Linked DNA regions of Mus musculus: region 1 is linked to region 2. Evidence: chromatin contacts called from public promoter capture Hi-C data. All regions are on one chromosome and are shown on one strand. Each heading gives the region's core, a stretch centred on a gene start, on an enhancer-like site or on the middle of the called end of the contact. The rest is flanking DNA. Distances are from core to core; before and after follow the strand shown.

What was found. Promoter capture Hi-C pulls out the DNA fragments that hold promoters and counts their contacts.
Region 1: a promoter capture Hi-C map of the HPC-7 cell line shows a contact between it and region 2. The contact joins two enhancer-like sites. A contact is called at or near these places in 10 of 39 promoter capture datasets (the C10 cell line, the HPC-7 cell line, cranial neural crest and 5 more), 2 of 484 Hi-C or Micro-C datasets (the AtT-20 cell line and the HPC-7 cell line) and 1 of 115 datasets of contacts at active chromatin or transcription factors (fibro-adipogenic progenitors).

What each region holds. Positions count from the first base shown.
Region 1 is chr4:12,022,548-12,025,761 of GRCm38.p6, reverse strand. No RefSeq gene overlaps it. Among named protein-coding and RNA genes, the nearest start is that of Gm46844, 10 kb to the right of the region's middle. Within about 2 kb of position 1,876, at least 11 of the 459 cell types and tissues checked have an H3K27ac peak or open chromatin away from gene starts, as enhancers often do. A contact at or near this core is called in the HPC-7 cell line, where this site is marked.
Region 2 is chr4:11,719,426-11,722,818 of GRCm38.p6, reverse strand. No RefSeq gene overlaps it. Among named protein-coding and RNA genes, the nearest start is that of Gem, 17 kb to the right of the region's middle. Within about 2 kb of position 1,273, at least 100 of the 459 cell types and tissues checked have an H3K27ac peak or open chromatin away from gene starts, as enhancers often do. A contact at or near this core is called in the HPC-7 cell line, where this site is marked.

The DNA of each region.
Region 1 (3,214 bases), core at 627-3,126, 300 kb before region 2:
TGGCGTCAGGCATCCAGAATGGATCATCGGGAGATGGGCTTCCCCCTTTATAAGCACAGAATTTTAGTAAACATTGGGCTTTGATCAGCATCTGTCTTGGCCTTGTCTCTTCTCTCGCCGGTCTCTCTCTTACAGCTCTGGCCTCCCACTCAGGAACCCAGTTCGTGTGGCCTCAGGCAGCTACACTACTCCATCCTTCCCTCTCCTCACTTCCATTCACACAAACTCTAGACACTGCAGGCACAGAATCGACATCACCCAGCAGTGTGCTGTCTGTTTCCCCAGCTGACCTTCCTTCTGGAAGCTTCCAAACTATCATGGTCTTTTTGGGGGAACTCTCTAGCTTCAACTGCTTGACCTGTCTTCTATCTGTGAACTCGGGTTTCCCCCAGAGGCTGCCATCACTCTGGGAACCAGGCCATGGTTTCTCCATCACCATAGCTTCTTTACTACATGGTCACAACATTTATCACCATGTCAGCCTGAACCTGCTCCATCTGCCCCTCGGCAGGGCTGACACCTTTGTCAGGGCACAGGCGATGCCTGCTTAGGCTGCTCACACTATTACATCTCTAGCATGAGAACCGTATGCAGTAAGGCTTTATATAAGATTAATTTGATATTACCCAATTAACTGATTTTGATAGATTTTTATGCCACATATTTTCCTATGGGGATAAGGAGTGTATGAGAGGGGTTTTGTCTATGTGCTACTGTATAATATGTAAATCCAGTGCCTAGAAGTCTATCACCTTTCTTTCTTTCTTTCTTTCTTTCTTTCTTTCTTTCTTTCTTTCTTTCTTTCTTTCTTTCTTTCTTTTTTTTCTCGAGACAGGGTTTCTCTGTGTAGCGCTGGCTGTCCTGGAACTCACTTTGTAGACCAGGCTGGCCTCGAACTCAGAAATCCGCCTGACTCTGCCTCCCAAGTGCTGGGATTAAAGGCATGCGCCACCACACCCGGCTCTATCACTTTCTTAAAGAGTTTCAGTCCACAGCTTGCCTGTCTGTGGATGGGTGTGTGTGTGTGTGTGTGTGTGTGTGTGTGTGTGTGTGTGTGTGTTGGTTTTTATAGTAAAAGGTTACTATGCCCTTTTTCTGTTTCCTGCATCTCTCATTCAAATATATACACACAGTGCATAAATATCTCTTCATGAAAATATTAAACATTTTCTCAAACTATCTTTCAATGCTGTATCTTTTCCTTGTTTGCTACTCTAAACTCTTTAATTATTTGTTTACATCCCAACCACAGTTTCCCCTCCTTCCTTTCCTCCTAGTCCCTCCCCTCCCATCTCCCTTTTCCCCCAACCTTTCATTTCTCTTCAGAAAAGGGAGGCCTCCCACGGATATCAACCAAACATGGCATATCAAGTTGCAGTAAAACAAGACACCTCCTCTCGTATTAAGGCGATTGAGGCAACCAGACTAAGGAAAAGGTTCCCAAAGACAGGCAAAAGAGTCAGAAAAGAAGGAGTAGCACATGAAGACCGAGCTACACAGCTCTAACATATATATGCAGAGGGCCTAGGTCAGTCTCGTGCAGGCTCCATGATTGTCAGTTCAGCCTCTGTGAGCTCCTATGGACCCAGGTTAGTTGATTCTGTAGGTTTTCTTGTGGTGTCCTTAGCCCCTCTGGCTCCTACAATCCTTCCTGCCTGGCTTCTACAGGATTCTCCAAGCTCCTCTTACTGTTTGTCTGTGGGTCTCTGCATCTGTTTCCATCCGCTGCTAGATGAAACCTCTCTGATGCCAAATGCACCGGGCACCAACCTATTAATATAGCAGAACATCATTAGGAAACTCTTACTGTATACTAACCATTTAAAAGAGCAGTACAGTCCATGAGAATAAGATCTCTATGGTGCATTTACACGTTGTTCTCAGAAGGTGGCACAAGAGAGTCTCCTTGGGCTCCTGGAAAGGCCTACTCTGATGCATCTAGAAGCCCCTCTCCCCGGCCTCCTTTCTCAACTTCTGCCTTTTTATCCCTTGTTATCTCCCTCATTTTCTCTCCTTCCAAGTTCCTCTTCAGACCTGTGGCTCAAATTATGAGATTTCCCATTAATTCTGGTTTGTCCTATAATGGAGCTGGGGAAAGGAAGCAGGAAAGTGGTTCTTCCTAAAATGACCCTTCCCCCATAAGTGTTTGCATATCTCCTCTATTGTGTACCAAGGCACACCCTATTTAGAGAGCAGTAACCCCAAATATGTGATATGTGTTGCCCTTTATTTAAGAAATGCTAATTTGTTTAATTCATAAACTAACACACACACTCTCTCTCCCTCTCTCTCTTTCTCTCTCTCTCTCTCTCTCTCTCTGTGTGTGTGTGTGTGTGTGTGTGTGTGTGTGTGTGTGTGTGTGCGCGCGCACGCAAGCATGCACTTGCATGAATATTGTATGGTATTAGCATGCACATATGTACCTATGTGTGGAGGCTAGTGTCTTCCTCAGTCACTTCCCACCATGTTTTTATGACAGTCTGGGAACTCACTGAGCAATCCCAGGCAGGTTTACAAGCCCCATGGGCCTTGTCTCCTCGGGGCTGGGATTACAGTCACACGATGCCACATTGGCTTCTTATGTGCATGCTCAGCGTCTGAGCTCAGTCCTTATGCTTGCCTCCCAAGCACTTTATCAACTGAGCCATCTTCCCAGTCTCCAATCCACAAGCATTTGATGAGTTTATTTCCTTTAATAAAGTCTGAGAATGACCATTTAGCTAAAACTTTATACTTATATCAATTATATACGAATTGAAAAGGCATATGCATTTTAAAAGATATATTTTTAAGCAGAACAACCTCCTTATCCAGTATTATTAAATGTCGTCGTATTCTACAGAGCCAACTGCTGAAGAGGATAATGGCTGAGGCAGCATATGGATTGGCCAAGCTATCTTCCAGCCTGTGATTTTCTCAGTAACTGGAGACTTGAATCCTCAGAACTACACTTAGCTTCTATTTCTCCTTCTCTTTTCCAATTATTAAACTGAAAACTATTTTTCCACAGTACTTACAGCTTTTGACAGAATTTGTTTCAATCTTCTGGTTTGAGCAGAAATGAGAATTCTTCAAATAGGTACTGAGCATGCCACCACACATTAGCCAGCAGAGACACCCAAAGTGATACTTTTAGATTTCGGACTTGAGCCTTGAAGAAGCTCTTCGCAGGATCCAGCTCATTCTGTTTGAGTGCTTCCTCCCTGGTCCCATT
Region 2 (3,393 bases), core at 24-2,523:
GCTCCCCTGCTACTATATTTCCATCCCAGCTATAAGCACTCACAAGTCAGTGGCAGAGTGGTTGCCAAGCATGCACGGGACCCTGGATTCAAACCCAGTACATAGTTGACCACAGACTCCTCTTTCGTTGAAATTGACATGAGCTGAGAGCAAATGGCCTGAGAACACACTCTTAGAAAATCTGACGTGTGACACCGCACCTGAACCTTCAGGGATCCTGAGCTCAGTAGAGTAAGGCTTGTGCTGGAGAGAAGACCGATGGGATAGTCACGACAGGAAGATGGCGGCCTCTGTGAAGTGTGTGTGTGTGGGGGGGGGGGAACTGGAGGAAAGCTCAAGAACCAGCCGTAGCGGGAAAGGTTTCTGTGTCCACCTCAGGCAACCAAGAGCAGAGCGGAAGTGCAGCTCAGGGGTGGAACCCGTCAGTATATGAGGCCTGGCACTCACTCTCCAACACCACGGGCACCTACGAGGTACTCCTGGGTGATGCAGGGATTAAGGCTATCCTTCTCTTGGAAGTTCAGAAGCATAGGCACAAGATTATAGACAAGAGGCCTTTGTCAATACTGCCCCTACTCATGCTCCCAGGAGGTGGAGGCTGCTAGCCTGCAGTATGGCTAGCCGCCATCTTGTTCCCGTGCAGTGCACAGACTACATCACCATCTCAGGACTTCCTAGAGGCTTCTTGAATTTTTCAACCTGTTCTCAGTTGCGGGGGTTGGGGGGAACATCTTTGGCCAAGGAGTGTGTTCTCTGGGAAATCCAGAGAACAGAAGTATAAAGAATAGAGAACTTATTCAATGTATGTAGTTAATTTCTTCATTAAGATGTAATAATCTGGTTGAAGGAGGCTAAAACAGGCTAGGCAGATGGTTCAGTCAGTGAAGTGCTTGCCAAAAAACCACGTAGGTCTGTGTTTGGATCTCTAGCACCCACCCTTTCCAAGAAAGCACATGTCTGCAACCTCAGCTTGTGGGGTAAGCAGAAAGAGGGACGTCCTAGGTGTCACTGGCTGGCTGCTCAGGTTCAAGTTCAGTGAGACACTGTCTCAAAAGAGGGTGGAGGATGATTAAGGAAGATACTTCATATCAAAGCACATGGGCACAAACACACACACACACACACACACACACACACACACACACACACAAGAAAACAAGAACGTGGAAGGTACTCCTTACAGCCAGGATGCAGCTGCATTTTAGCACCTTCCCCTTTCAGCTATCTTTCCTGACCATGTCAGTCAGCCTGCTTCCGCTTCTGTGGCAAACATCTTGCCTTACTCACAGTTTTGACCAGAAACACCTTCGAGGCCCCCGGGGCCCATTTGTGTATGGTGTGGAGAACTGTTCTTCTCACAAGCAGGGGAATGAACCAGTTCACCCTCAAACTGGGGTTTGTAATCAGTCAAAGATCTTTATCTGCATCACCAAAAATAGAGTGCTAATTGACAGTCTGTACAGAGGCTCTCAAAGGCATAACAAAGGAAATCAAATTAAGAGTTCCCTCCCTCAGCTGCCAGAAGAGATGGCACTGGCACTGTCCCAACAGCTAATGTTTCTAACTCACTTTAAATATTCTGAAGAACAGTGATCAAGGCCGGTGCAATGTAAGCAAAAAAAAAAAAAAAAAAAAAAAAACAGAAAAGTGTTGGTCTCTATGCTGAACGGTGCTAGGTAAGCTGAAGGTGGACATCAAGAGAACCACAAAACCCAAAGGTCTCCCCCCCCCCCCATGCAACTGGGGTGCCTGGAATCTCCCTTAAACATCATCAAAGTAACTGAAGTGCAGACAAGCTCAGGGCCAGCTCATGCGCACAGCACGTTAATGATCCTGTAGGGACCAAGATACCCACTCTTTATCCCTTATCCCAGTCTGTCATCTTAAAAACCCTCTGGAGTCTTAAACCCTTGTTCTTTTGTGTTGAGAGGGTTTAAGAGTCCATTCATAGCTAGCAAAACCAGGGCCAGGATCTAAGACTTCCTACTCTGAGCCCAGTGTTCTCTGGATATAAAACAAACCCCTTCTCAGATTCTCTAACATAATCCTTTCACCTGACAGAAGCCAGAAACCTGGGACAAGTGAGTTTTGTTAGACATGTGCTAGGAAGAGTGGTCTAGAGAATGTCATATATGTAAGAAGGTTACCAAAGAGCACACCTGCCTGCGGTGTGAATACCCAGGTGATATGGCGGTATACCCTTATCACCTCAGCGATTATCTGAGACCTATAGCTCAGGGTTTTACCTGTAGCAAGTACCACTCAGTGTCAAATTCAGGATAGTTTTCTGTATAAAAAGGAGCAGCGGACCCACAGCCAAGGTCCTCTCAATCTCTAAGTGCGAATCATCTTTGGAGTCAAGAGATCCACATGTGCTGCCATGTGACAGGGCCCAAAATAAACATTAGCCGCTCCCATCCTCATCAACAAAGTCTGTTGGCAATGACTCGGATAATTCACACATGACAGCTAGCATATGCCTCTCAGAGCACCCCTTGCAATGGCAGTGGGGCCCATGTCGGCCGCCTGCCTCCTTGTCTCTCTATTCTTGGATGTTTGCAGTCCTTGTCCAAAGACATCTGGAGGCCCTGGTTTCACTTATTCTTATTTTTCCAACCCAACTGAGGACTCCATTTTCCCAGTTGTTCCTCCTCAAATCCAAGATCCTCACAAGCTGTTTCCAAATATTGAAACACATTATGGCAGGCCACCCGCTCCATCTTATAATCAAGTAGATGAAACACAGAAGGCAGTTGCCTTTGGATTCTTTTAACTAGGATTTCCACTCCTACCTCATTGCTTTGACTGGTCTAGTGTTTACAGAGAAAGAAATAACTACTTTCAAATATGTCTGATTGTGGCTTTTTAGACAAATTAAAGCTGAAGGCTTAAGCTGACTGCCTCCTTACCCTGTTCCATTCCCATGTTCTAATAGTCACACATGTGTACTTCCCTGGTAAATTTGGATGCTCATGTCCCCAGTAGGATACCAGAGCATCATATGAAAGCTGCACATTTTCTTTACTCAGACACCCATGTGGGGCCTCTGGGTGATGCTCACAGGACCACGCCTCAGCATCTCTCACACGTCGTGATTTTTCTTACAGCCTAATGGTAAACTGGAGGTTAAACACATTATGGAGTAGGAGATGCAGGGACACCTTGGCATTCACTTACTTACTTATGTGACCACTGCCTCAGTAAACCTAATTGAAAGTGGCCTGGGTGAAGTTTCTGAATGGGGATGTTCCTCTTGGATGCTCAGTGTCCTTGGTGTGCTCTGAAATACTTTAAGCTACCGATAGCCTCTCCATTTGGAGAACACAAATATTGAAATGTGAAGTAAGATAAGAGTCTGGTTGTCTCATTGATACGTGAAGCTAGTCTGTATTC